Linked DNA regions of Mus musculus: regions 1 and 3 are each linked to region 2. A link is a contact called in public Hi-C and HiChIP or PLAC-seq data. All regions are on one chromosome and are shown on one strand. Each heading gives the region's core, a stretch centred on a gene start, on an enhancer-like site or on the middle of the called end of the contact. The rest is flanking DNA. Distances are from core to core; before and after follow the strand shown.

The links. A called contact is a pair of places that touch in the nucleus more often than the background predicts. HiChIP or PLAC-seq counts read pairs in DNA pulled down with a chosen protein or histone mark.
Region 1: a BATF HiChIP or PLAC-seq map of CD8 T cells shows a contact between it and region 2, with 12 read pairs. The contact joins two enhancer-like sites. A contact is called at or near these places in 2 of 15 datasets of contacts at CTCF or cohesin (CD8 T cells and the NIH/3T3 cell line), 3 of 484 Hi-C or Micro-C datasets (B cells, CD4 T cells and CD8 T cells), 3 of 115 datasets of contacts at active chromatin or transcription factors (CD8 T cells, regulatory T cells and regulatory T cell precursor) and 3 of 9 other capture datasets (adipose tissue, liver and pancreatic islet).
Region 3: a contact with region 2 is called in a Hi-C map of Th1 cells, with 2.7 times the contacts expected there. The contact joins the promoter of Btla here to the enhancer-like site in region 2. A contact is called at or near these places in 2 of 39 promoter capture datasets (embryonic stem cells and neural stem cells), 1 of 15 datasets of contacts at CTCF or cohesin (CD8 T cells), 3 of 484 Hi-C or Micro-C datasets (CD4 T cells, Th1 cells and bone marrow-derived dendritic cells), 5 of 115 datasets of contacts at active chromatin or transcription factors (CD8 T cells, memory CD8 T cells, regulatory T cells and 2 more) and 3 of 9 other capture datasets (adipose tissue, liver and macrophages).

Annotation. Positions count from the first base shown.
Region 1 is chr16:45,250,593-45,254,807 of GRCm38.p6, reverse strand. Btla (B and T lymphocyte associated) reads right to left here. Exons shown (of 6, transcript NM_001037719.2): 6 at 1,913-4,215. The coding sequence ends at 4,211. Among named protein-coding and RNA genes, the nearest start is that of Btla, 28 kb to the right of the region's middle. Within about 2 kb of position 2,902, at least 61 of the 459 cell types and tissues checked have an H3K27ac peak or open chromatin away from gene starts, as enhancers often do. A contact at or near this core is called in B cells, CD8 T cells, regulatory T cells and 1 more, where this site is marked.
Region 2 is chr16:45,387,682-45,392,255 of GRCm38.p6, reverse strand. Cd200 (CD200 antigen) reads left to right here. Exons shown (of 6, transcript NM_010818.3): 5 at 1-11. The coding sequence ends at 10. Among named protein-coding and RNA genes, the nearest start is that of Cd200, 19 kb to the left of the region's middle. Within about 2 kb of position 2,950, at least 55 of the 459 cell types and tissues checked have an H3K27ac peak or open chromatin away from gene starts, as enhancers often do. A contact at or near this core is called in B cells, CD8 T cells, Th1 cells and 5 more, where this site is marked.
Region 3 is chr16:45,222,163-45,226,684 of GRCm38.p6, reverse strand. It overlaps Btla (B and T lymphocyte associated), which reads right to left and starts at 2,348. Exons shown (of 6, transcript NM_001037719.2): 1 at 2,224-2,348. The coding sequence starts at 2,332.

The DNA.
Region 1 (4,215 bases), core at 1,653-4,152, 140 kb after region 2:
AAAAAATTTTAGAAAAGAACCCCAAGAAACAAACACACATACAACACACATGTGCACATGCACGCACAAGCGAACAAAATCCATTATAAAGATCATTAGCTATAATATACAAACAAAAGACCACTGAGGTCAAACAAAGCAATATGAGGCAAAGTCTACAAAAATGCCGGAGTCTTTTTGTGTTGTCCATGGGGGAAAAATACAGAGACTCACAGACAGACAGTATGTATAATGTGAGAGATCTTAGAACATTTAGTGCTAAACGGGATGCCTCCATCAAGCCCCTCCCCTCGGGGCTCAGGGAATCCTGCTGGAACAGGAGGCAAATCATTTTAAGAGAGGATAGAGGACAAGGAAGCAAGTCTCTCTCTCCCTCTCTCTATTTCTCTCTCTCTTTCTATTTCTCTCTCTCTTTCTATCTCTCTATTTCACTCTCATTCTAGTTTACTTTTTCTTTAAGTAATTGCTTTACATCCAGATCTCATCAGCTTCACCTCCCTCCCCTTCTCCCAGCCCCTTGCTCTCACCTCACCTCCCTTCATCTTCCTATCCTCCCTTTCTCCTCAGAGAAGGGGAGGCTTCCCATGGATATCAGCCCACCTTGATCTACCAAGTTAAAGTAGGATAAGGTGTATCTTCTCCTAGTGTGGCTAGGAAAGGCAAAATAAGGCCTTTTAGACACAGTAGGGCAGACACGTGTATGATCTCACAGAGACTCAGGCAGCATGCCCAGGGGTTCTAGATCTGCACAAGATGGGTTTCTAGAACTGAAAGTAGTAGATACAAGCCCCTTAATCTTGAAGCTATCTCCAATTAATTACCACTCAAAAATGAAAACTTAATTTTCTCCAGTGGAATCTCACTGGATCTACAAACCACTCTTAAGGGCAGACCCTATTCCTAGCTGTATATGACCACCACAAAATGAACTCAATGACAACTTTGTTTTGTCAGGGCATTAAAAAAAAAAACCTTACAGACCCTTTGGATTTATATTATGGCTTCTGATTCTGGGTTTTCATGACATTCCTTTGTGTGTGTGTGTGTGTGTGTGTGTGTGTGTGAACATGTGAGTCATTGCATACATCTATGTATGTGTCTTGTGCTTTTTCTTTGTTTTTTTTCTTCTGTTTGTTTTGTCCTATTCTGATTCGTTTTTGTCTTATTTTATTATGATTTTTTAGATACCTATTTGTTTTCTAAGCAGAGACAGAAAGGGTGTGGATCTAGATGAGAGGGGAGGTGGGAGAAGTTGAAGAAGGAAAAACTGTAATCAGAATATGTTGTATTAAATATATTTTAAATAAAAGAAAAATTAGAAATAAAATGCTCAGTAAATTTTCACCTGGTCATGCAGGCTCTGGAATACTTACATCTAAACCATAGACCTGGACTGTTCTCAGCCATGGTCAGAGAAACTTCTCACTGTGGTAGGTGTGGCCAATGCAGAGAGTTATAGCAAGTAACTGTTGCTTGAAGAACAAGGGTGAAGAACAAGTGGTCGTTGAGGGTTTAGCTATACCTGTGGCATCTCTACCCACTCCCTTCCAATGCTCGAGGAAGATGAGTGAAGCAGGACAGGGAAAGAACCTGAGACCTGAGTCACAGGAAAGAGTATAGTAAAATACTAGCTGCTGGACGTGACGGGAGTGTTGTCCTCTTAAACTCACAGCAGCTGGGGTTATTTGTACAAGACCTATACCAGATTGGTGCCATCAATGTCCCTTGTGGATGGAGAAGGGACATAAGATGGCTGCTCTGGCCTGGAGAGCTATTGGCAGTTGATTGCTGGGGGAAAGGGTGAAGGAGTCATTTGTCAATTTTCAGGTAAATGTTAATAATTTTACTGTCTTACTGGGTACAAGTGACAATCTTAAAGTTCAAGGAAATCATGAAATCATCTCCCACTTGTGAGTTAGGTAACCATGAAAATAATGCTGGAACAAATTTATTTGAGGAGCTACAACATACATATTTACTAAGTAGGAATAAGAGCATAAATGCTATGTGATTGGCAAACAAGGTACAAACAGAATTGATCATTCATTGAGGTGAAATCTTGAGCAGCGTCTTTCATTGTAAAACATATTAGAACATGCTTAGTAAGTGAGAGTGCTTGTTATGCAATCATGAGGACCTGAATTTCAGTTCTCCACATCCTTGTAAAAAGCTGGGCATGAGCAAATATAGTCTAGCAATGTGGGGGTCAGGGATGGGAGGATCCATCGCTGGCTTGCTGCTTGCTAGCAGAGCTCCAGGTTCAATGAGAGACCTTCCCTTAACAGAATAAAGTGGAGTGCAATAGAAAAGGGTGCCTGACTTTCTCTTCTGGCTCCTGCATACACATGTGTGTACACCACGCACATACACCATATACACACATACATGCATACCCAAATATACATGTACACACAACGTTTTTAAAAGATTGTTTTAAACAGAGTAGAGCGAAGTATTTTCCTTTTAAAGCCGGAGACAATTCTGAAAGATTTGCTTAAGTTGCCTGTTGATCTGATAAGAGAGACAGAGTGCAGTACTCATCCCCCTCCCATCCTTCCTGTTTCTATTTTGAAGATGAGCAGCTATTCTAAGGTCTTTTTTGCATAAATTCCCACAAATGCACCTGCCTGAACAAGCTTAACTAGAAGTGGTTGTAACATGTCTGAAAACATTGTTTGTTGTTCTAGATTCAGGGAACTGGAACCCGAGGTGAGCAGTAGGTGAGAAAAGCTGTGTAGTAAGGCCTCTTTATTCACTGTTTATGGATACATTCTCAACTCCCTTCCATTCTCACCAGTCTACGTGTTATTTTCTATAAATGACTCATTTTCTCTAGTACTTTGCACCTTCTAAGCAAACTAAAAAAAGCACAGCAAAAGGACTGGTTTCTCTTGTCTTATTTCCAGGCGTCACATCTTGCATTTGCATGCTAGCACACACATGCACAGGCACACCCACATATATGCATGCAATTACATAGACAGTTTATGTGTTTGCTCCAGTGGCTTCTAACTCAGGCCCAATCTGCTGTATACTAAGACTATGCCATTATTCAGTTTTAGGGTCTGAGAACTCAAGCCTCAAGCTGATGAATAAAATTATGAGCTATTTTTAAGTAATTAGACTCAATCCGGAAATTCAGAACACCTGATAATCATCTTCTTGAACAGCTGCAATGTCAGAATTTAAACCTGAGTGATCTCCATAGGCCCTACTTCATTACATATGATTTTTTCTGATTCACTTCCTCAGAATCAAGAAACAGGCATTAATGAATGCATGCCAGTCCCTACGGATCAACTCAATATTCAAGATTCTCCTTTCATAAATTGCCCTTTGAGCTTGCTCTCACGTAAAGCAAAAGGTGGGCTAAAAGTTCGCTCTAGATTGATAATATATCCATTCCCATGGACACTTGTTCATAGGCCCATACGTACCATATGTATATTAATCCAGCAGCATTGAATCACATTCATGTGCGTTAATCTTGATCCAAACACTACCACGCTGATTGCAAATCCACTCACTATATGTGGATGAGCCCTTTACTACCTACCTTACTTTCTCAATCAAGCCAGCTGAAGGTGAGCATCTCACTGGTGGGGATAAGGATCGTTGGCACCACATCTATCTGGCATATGCTATATCTGTATTATACCAATTACCCTTTCTAATCTTTTTCTGAATTGAGTCCAAGATAATTTTTCTTTCACATTAAAAAAAATAATAAAGCATTATCTATATAGATTGACATGGGTAATTGTCTTATCATGACTGACTGAGAGCATACAATCATTACTATATTTATGACTAGTTAGTCAAACTGGGCCATTCTTTTTCTAGAATGTGTAGTGAGCAGATCCAAATAACACGCTTCTTTCTCCCCTGTAAGTCTGTTTGGTAGTTCCAAAGAAAATATTGAATTCACACATTGGGTACGACATGGTGCGACATGGTCAATTTTAAAAGCCCTATTATTCTGCTATTCGTAATATGAGTTTTCCCAGGGAAGAGTCTGTCTTGTACAAAACTCTCCCAAAGTTTTCAGGAGAAATTTTAACTAAATACTTCATGGACCTTTAAGACGCAGCACCAGCACAGAGCATCTTAATTGAAACTTTCCAGGTTGAAGGTTATTTGAAACTGAAGGTCCAGACAGAGGTATTGACAGGCACTCATGCAGTGTAGGCTGCCTGGCTCAGTGGCAGGTTTAAC
Region 2 (4,574 bases), core at 1,701-4,200:
AATGAAATAAGGTAAAAATTCCTTTCTTTATAATACCTTGGGGTTTGTTTGAATATATAAATAAGGGGGGGACAGCATTGTTACATCTATTGTTTATAAATATTGATGCTGTTTAAGAAAAGCAACAAGCTTGCTTTCTTGCAAATGGACGTTTCAGCTGTTTGTTTCCTAGGATATTTTAAAGGCTATTTCGTAAGTCAAGAGTAAAAACTCTAGAAAGAAAACAGGAATATATTGACTGGATAATAGTGGATTGTTGTGAAACCAAATAGAAAAATCTGACAACTCACACAAGGACCTCTCCACCTGCTAATGAGGCCAATCTTGTCTCCTTTTACATCAAGCCACAGCCATTTGACCAATTAAGAGACTGTGACATTGTCCAATTCTGCCTCATTAAATAGCACTTCCTAGGCTACACTTTCATGATTCCTTAAACACTCTCCTCATCCAAGTGATTCACACATGTAGTTGTTATTTCATAGCATTCTTCATGCCTTTCCAGGCTGAGAATTTCGCCTCATCCCCCACCACCAACATTTGCCACAGGATCATATACATATTTCTATATACGATATATATTACAATAGTGATATATTGCTCTATAAGTGTTCATTTACTACGTGAGGGAATGGATGGAACTACCATGTATAAGATATTTTCCAAATTCTCTTCCTCTTGTTGTAACTCAGTACCTTATGAACATCAGCCAAGTCTTAGACAATGTAAAGCATCAAAGAATAAGATTGCCACTGAAACAGAAGTGAGCTGTATTTCAGGGAAAAAAATGCATTTCTTTGCTTTCTGAAGCCTGTGCTCAACCTATTAAGCACAAAGCTGGGCTTTCTTTTTTCTTTGAAATGGGAATTTCCTAGGGTGAAGGGGTAATGTGGGAGTTTCTTCCATCCCAGATGATGAACTTCGGGATCAGGAAAAGAAACAAAAAGTTGGTTTTAAATAATATTTTAGATTTGGATTTAAAAATCACCCTCAAAATCTTATTTTCCTTTTCACTTTATGGTTTCTTTATAGTTTGGGGGCAGTTTTTCGTGTCCTTACAATGTTTTTGATCACCTTATCTTGCCTAAACTTTAAATAAACACCAGATTAATTCATATGAATTTACAAAATGAGCAATGAGCCTGCAGTGTCGGTGCCCACTTTTAGAAAGTAGATGAAGGGATTTGTTCTGTCTTCAAGGTTAGAGATCAGAACATTTCATGGTATATAAACATAAGCCATAGAACGCCAAACCCTCCCCACAGTATCAAAGGCAGAAATCACTTTGATCCTATCTTATCCAAACAATTCTGTTTTTTAATTAAGTACTGTGATCCCAGCAAGGGAAGCCAGTTTCCTTCTTGAAAGTCACAGTCAGTTCTTATAAGCATGTTAGAACTTCAAAATGGCTTTCCTGGATCTCTCCCGACTCACAAATGAAAAAAGAAAAGAAAAGGAAAAAAAAAAAAAAAGCTGTGGTTATCAGTTGCATTCACTGTAAATTATTCTCTGTTGCAAACAAAAATGTCCAAAGTATTTGAATTCATTTCTTAACTAGAGTTATATTTCAGCCCGAGATAAATTCCACTAAACAGGAGTATTTGCAAAGTAATAGTTCTTTGTTCATTTAGCAGTCTTAGATTTTCTGAGGGATAGAATCGCTACATGCCAGAAAGAGGCAGTCAATGTCTGTACTAAACTCTCGCTTCACTTAAGAAATAAGTATTCCTGCTTCAGATGAACCTTGTGAACACTTAGTTGCCATTTTGTTGGCAAGTGTTGACATGACATATGGCCACATCAGTCAATTTCTCTGAATGCTCATATTTTGAGTAACTTGATTCCTTTTTTTTTTTTTTTAAGATTTTAGAACTTTAGCAGCCATCGGTTTGACTCCTGTAGTTAAAGCTACTGAAACCAAGTGTCAGTTATATTGAAAGCCTAATTGCTCAGAGCTAAGGAAATACTGGTTCCCAAAGAAACATATTTTAAGCTATGCAGAACATTGTGAGAAGCCAAAAACAGTCAAAGCATATGATAACACTTCTCTCTCTTTTTTTTCACACAACAGGTGAACACACAGGTCAGCACCTGCCTTCCATAGTTCCCTCCTTTACTTCCGTCCTCTTTCACTTTTTCTTCCCCTCATTTTTTGAGGTAGTAGAACTTTTAGATATGAAAGGAAATGCAGTCAGGCAAAGCCAACATAGAGGTTCCAAAACCGGTGATCTAAAGGCTCATGCTATGAACATGAAAGAGGAAATGAGAAAGTGGAACAGAAAGTGGTGTGTATGTATGTGTGTGTGTCAGGGTGTGTGTGGGGGGGTGGGGGTGCACATATGCTGGGTATATGAGTATGAATGTGGGTGTAAATGTGTATGAGTGTGTATGTGTGTATATGTGTGTATGAATGTGTGTGAATGTGTATGTATGTGCCAGTGTGTGTGTGTGTGTGTATGCACACATGCTGTGTATGTATGAATGTATGTGGGAATGTGTGAGTGTGTGTGTGTGTGTGTGTGTGTGTGTGTGTTTTGCAGGTAGATAAAAAGAAAGATAAATGATGTTTATACTAACTAAATCTAAACAGACTCATCTCCATGGAGGACTCAGTAGCCAATAGGGATGTGGTCAGTTATGTCAACCTTTGTTTGCTAATCCATCAAAACAAAACTCTTTTTAGATTCTAATCTCAATCCATGGTCCACAAAAGTGAGAACAGATTTATTTTGCCCCAGATCTGTAATAACGGCTGTTGTCTTAGCATTGAGGTCAGCCTCCCCTAACTCCTCTTGTGATTCAGTACAGCGTAGGACGTTGTCCTCTACTCTCTTTTCTGTTGTATCATGTGCTCTGGAGGAACTTATGATAACTATTAGGCCACTTATATCCAACTCCTAGCAGGATCACCACAGTTATTTCCCTGGAGTCTACCCTTATAAAACTAAGACGGCTTTCAGGAATATGCTTACTTTGTTTTGTTTCCATGAATCAGTATTTTATTATTGAAATAGAAAGTGAGAAAGAATTCAAAGTTTCCTGGGGAAATTTTCTACCATACCCAACCATTTTTTCTAGTAACAGTTGATGATGTCATAAGTTCATACCTTCTCCAGATAGGAGGCTGAGAATAATCTTGCATTTCACAACAATTACCTACCATTTATTATATAGTTCTCAGAAATGATGAATGCAATTTTGGGTCTGCTATGGGGCAGATCACTGAAAATATCAGTGCATGGTAGAACTCTTTGTTTTGAGTAGCTAAGTTATTTTCTTTTCTTTGGTTTGCTTGATTCAAGACTGGGTTGGAAACAAAAGAACACAGACACTCAAGTGAGACATATATTCTGGACTTCACTTCTTTTCAAAGTGCTGGCTATTTCATATAAAAAATATTTTTGACCACATAATATTTATATTTAGCTTGACTTCCCTTACTTCCTAGTAGCCTGAGATATGAATGGGCTTTTGACAATACATAATGATTATATTAATAATTTACTATTTCCTGGATAGGAGCATATACTGATTCCTATTTTAAGCACACTATTATGTCAAGGAACAAAGATTTCCCATGAATTTTGTGTTGATAAAATTCATCATTAGTTAGGAAGAGAGTCCAAAGAAGATTTATTACTTAAGCAATTAAAATCTTCATTGTTAAATAACAATGCTAATGATCTCCAGATTAAAGGACTGGGTAAATGAGAATCCCTACCCTATCCAGAATCTTCATAATCTTAGGAAGGAAGATGATGCTCTATATGAACAAAGCAATGGGGAACCTTTAATAAACTATTCAGTCTAGCATTGCTGGGAAAAATGTACTCCAAGCCTACATATATATATATATGCATGTTGTTTTCATATGTAAAAATGCTACTCATCAACTCATCATTCCGAAATGGCATGACAAACTTTGATCACCAATTTCTTGACCACCAGGCTCTCAAAGCCTTGGTTTTCTTGCATGGAACTATTCTTTTTTTATTCTCTAAAACCCTAAAAAATAATCTCAGCATAAATGAACCAAATCCTGAGTTTCACTCCATATCAAGAACATCTCCAGGAGTGAAGACATCATAATCTTCTCTATAGCAACTGAATGGCAGTTTAGCTCTCAAGTGGACATCTCTCTCCTTAGCTGTTTGACCATGGGGATTTTTTTGAAAAGAGATTGCCTGTTCATATTAGCATCATTTATTACACAAATTAATGAAATAACAAGAATTAGAACATTTTTAAACTAAGTAATCCTCTCATGTCATTGTTACCTTGAATTTTAGCTTCTGTCCTTTCTGTCCTGTCTAGTACCAGTTGTGTTCTTTGGAATTGCTATGCCCCTCACCGTTGTAGTCTACACTTTGAACGTTGGCTGAACAGATCCACACTTTTAGTCTTCATTATTAGAGAAGCCAACTTTATGTTCTCTAAATTGGAAGAGGTTGAGTTACTTTACAAAGTAAATAAATGGCTTAGCCATGGAAGAGAAATACTGTTTTCTATTGTTTCTTTGCCAAATAATCAGAATCTTGGTGGCCTACAACACAAAAATTCATTTTCCTACAATC
Region 3 (4,522 bases), core at 1,099-3,598, 160 kb after region 2:
GTCATTAGTATAATTTTAAGGAATGTATCCACTATCGGTTTTGTCCAGAAGAATAAATTTTTACAAAAGATTACTTTTTACATTCTTCTTTTGAAGGGAGGGGACAGCAGGGTGCTGAGAATAGTCTAAGCCCTCATTATGTTACGTAAGTGCTCTATCACTGAACCACCCTTCCAAAACTCACCAAATGCTCCTTTCTCGACCTATATTCTTTTAAAATATATTTTATTACATTTATTTAATGTGTATATGCACATGTGTGTGTGCATGTGCACTGGAGTGTGTGTGTGTGTGTTTGGGGGGATAACACATGAATAGGGATTAGAGAGAATATTAATAACTTTCAAGATTCCAGGTTAAGTTTTCTCCCTCTACCATGTGGGTCCTAGGGATTGAACACAATTTATCAGATTTGGCAGCAAGCACCTCTACCCACTGAGCCATCCTATCAACACCCAGTCTATGTTAGTAATTTAATATGAGCAACATTGTAATCCACCATAAAAACTGCTGAATAAGGCACCTGGCCTGTGCTTATCTAAATCTTTCCATTTCATTTTCTCTATATATTGATTTATTATGTTTGGGGATAAAAATTTCAAACAAAATATTAATTATTTGAAGCAAGTATTAGTGAGACATTAATAACAAAGCATGAAGTCAGAGCTAGACATAAGTAAAATGTTCTAGTCAAAACACAGTGACTACAGCTAATTATTTTAAAATTAAGATCTGGTAAATTTAAAATGATAAGTATGTAAGGTCATAGGCAAGTTAGCTCAATTGATTTAAACATTCTACAATGTATGCCTGCATTATAATCTTACTTCATAACTAAATATCTATAGCATTTGGCGATTTTTAAAACTAGATCTACTTAAGGTTTTAATGTTAAACCTAAGTTCTCATTTAATTGGATTTTATCAAAGGTACTGAAGGAAAAAACTATTGGCAAAGGTCACCATTAACATTTATCAAGCTTTAATTGCATCTACTTACCATAGCTAGGCACTATAGGTATAAGAAAAGGCCAACTGCTAGGTATAATTATATATTTTTTAATGAAGAAAGGAAAACTAAGAAAGGAGAAGAAACTTAACTGAGTTCATAATGTAAGTAGCAGAGGGAATAAATACTCCCACCTGATAACCAAGTTTCTGTGCGTAATAAATACCAGATTATAACATACTGGGTAGAAGAATATAATGCGAATTACAACCCCAATTGTGCTATAAAATTAAAAATATTTCCTTTGTTTCACAGAGTCCAGTCTGCAAGAGGTCCCTTAGAATTAAATAGAATTAATATTTGACTCCTCTTGTCTTTCAGAGGTGGGTAATAATAAACAAGGGCTTGAATGACTAAGAAGAAGTTCTACTCTGCTCTTGGCTAGGTGGTCTTGTGACATCAGATCATTGAATCCTAAACCTCACAGTTCCAGATTTCAAGATGACATTCCACAGGACCTCAGTGGTTCTATTTTTCAATCCAACACGAATGTGCCCAGTTGCTACACGTGTGATGGTGGAAGATAAATAACCCAAGGATCCCAAGCATTACAGACCTTGTCTTCATAAACTATGGAGAATTGTTTCCTATTTTCAGTTGGCGACCATTCACAAATCATCCTGTCCAGACAAACTAAAGCGACACTCATGATTTACTCTTCAGCCTCACATCGAGAAGCCTGCTTAGTACTCTCATAGTACACCCCACAGTATTCTCATAGTATACCCCACAGAAAGAAGGAGGCAGTCTATTTAGATTGAACATTATTTGAGTGTAACCATGGCCACAGCTATAACCACAAGTATCCAAAAGCTTTCCCACCCCAGTAAGCACTACAACATCCTGCTGACATCTGATACCAAGACATGAACGTAACAAGTCTTTTCTGTTAGCATGGCAGCCACAGAGAGTTTTGTAATAGTGACAAATCTGTACTGACACATTTATAACATCTGCTCAAATCTCTTCACTTACCATCAGGACCTGGTTTTAGGAAACTTAGCTCCAGCTATGGATCAGTTTTTGCTCTGTAGCCAGGTGAGTAGCATGTCCTAACTTCACTCACATCCTGGAGCGTTTTCAAGAAGCAAAAGGGACTCATCACTCTGAGCTATATATGCCCTGGACATGAACATCCCTCTCCACAGAGCAAGCTCAACTATCACTGACAGGAACCCCGAGGAAGAAAACCAGCTTTCTTAGTAGGTCCCTTACCATTCCTCTTAGTAGCTTTCTCACAAAGGATGCTCCAGAGGCCCAGATGGAGGATGAAGAATTCCCTAAATAACCGAGGAGTCCCAAGCATGGCAGGCACTGTCTTCATTCCCAGCACGTGTCAGGTAAGGGCAAACTTCCTCTTCCTCCCTAGAGATCTTCAGAGCTGGGTCACGTTATTCACACTAGCAGCATCTTAGGCCAAAATAAATTAATTAATTTAAATCAAATCAGGAGACCTGGTGGGAGAGGACAGTGTGAGTAGTCCGAAGGATTTGTGAGAGCAAGAGGCCCTGCTGTGGTTTTGTTTCTGATCCGACCTGCTGTTCTCTTTCAAGCCCTCTGATGTGCAAAGCAGCTGGCTCCTTGCTTCCGCTCTGCCACCATTCTTGCATAACCTTGAGGTTTTTCTCAAAGTGAACAATTAAACTTAAAAAAAAAAAGATCTAAATTGTTACAGTCTTTAGGTTTAGATTCTGATCAAATCAGGGTCAGGAAATTCATACAAAAAGTACCTATGGTAAGCATATATTTCCCCTTTTTATAGTTTGTGATTATGATACTTCATCAGTGTAATGTATCTTACAACCCTCCCCCCATGCTCCCATAAAGGCACAGTAAGATGAGAATGTTCCTTGTCATGAAACCAATGAAGACTTATCTGACGTTATGGAGAAAATGACTGACAGGGTGCATTTCATCAACAGAAGAGGGAAGGGCCTCCTTCTTCAGTCTGTAGATGCCTATCAACGGAATACATGCTTGCCGTTAGTACTAGCTACACGATCTTCCTAAATATTAAAGTTCTAAGCAAAATGAGCACTTGAGTGCCAATTAGAGGAAACTTTCATTTTCCGCATGCTTTATGTGGTTGTTGTCGAGATGAAGCAGTAAAGTAAGAAATGGAAAAAGTTCAAAATTGGATAGCTCAGGGTTGCTGAGGGGCTGTGGGCACGCAGCCCACGTTCAATCACTAGCTTATAACAACAGGAATTTGGTAATTCCAAATGGAGAGGTGGCACCTGTGCAGTTTAACTCATTGAATGAAATTGAGAAATCTTTCCCTCAGAGGCTAATGGTACCCTTCCAAGGCCAAACTCCATTTAGGGTACCTATTGCATATTTGTCCAGATAAGCCACAGTGGCTGGAATACCAACATGAGTGAACGCCGCTCCAGAATTTAAGGAACTCAGCCAATCCATGCTGATGCTCACGCACCCCTGGTACGCCAGATGATACAGGTAGTCTGCAGAGCTCCTAGAATCTGCACTGTTGACCAAGGAAGCACCCTGCTTATGGTTCATTTTATACAACTCATCCCCCTTCCTTGCTCAGAATGGGGTGCAAAACTCCTGTTGGCAGTAGAAACAAGGCTCAATGTACCTCTAAAATAGCCTAAGAGGTTTCGAAGAAAAGCCTTGAATCACCACCCATCCTAAAGCTCGAGATATCATCCAAACCACAAATAAACTCTGTCAACTCCAGACCATCATAGTTCTCTAGTGGTTCTTGTTCTCTCTCCTCCTCCCCCTCCCCCTCCTCTTCCTCCTCCTCTTCTTCCTTCTTTCGGTGTGTGTGGGTGTATGTAAATGTTTATGTAGGTGTATGAACATGCTGTGTGCTTTCTGCTGGATATATGCAGGGGTCAGACATCTTTCTCAATGATTCTGCCCCTTACTTTTATTTTTTTTTTTTTAGGACAGAGTCTCTCACTGAACCAGGAGCTCATCCATTTCGCTAGAGTAACTGGCAATGAGCTCCAGGAGTCGCCTGTCATTCACCCCAATGTACGACCATAACTGGCCTTTTATGTGGCTGCAGCGGATCTGAACACAGGTCCTCAGGCTTGCACGGAAGGAGCTTTACTGACAGAGCCATCTACCCAGCCTCATGATTTTCTTTTCATACAAAGGAATTCATACGAAGTAGATAACATTTGGAGCAATCTTATAAAACTTCTCACGAATTTGAAATGATGTCCATTCTGATATTTTATCAGTGTGTGTGGCTATTTATCCCTGCACAGTTGCAAATGCCATTGGCCAAGACTTTGACTCAGAATCTCATTCCTGTCTTTATTCTAGGGTAGAAATGAAAGAAGCCAGATTCAAAAATGCATTGCTCAGAGATAAGTCTGCCTTGCTTTGTGTTTATAACTTATCCAGTAGCTAGGTTTGTTTTTGTTTTTTTTTTTTTTTAAATCTCGAATCATCCCATTATAATCATGTACTGTTTAATCCGAAACTTGTAATTTCCATGTCAATGCACAAATTTAATGAGTTTACTGCATTCCTAGAA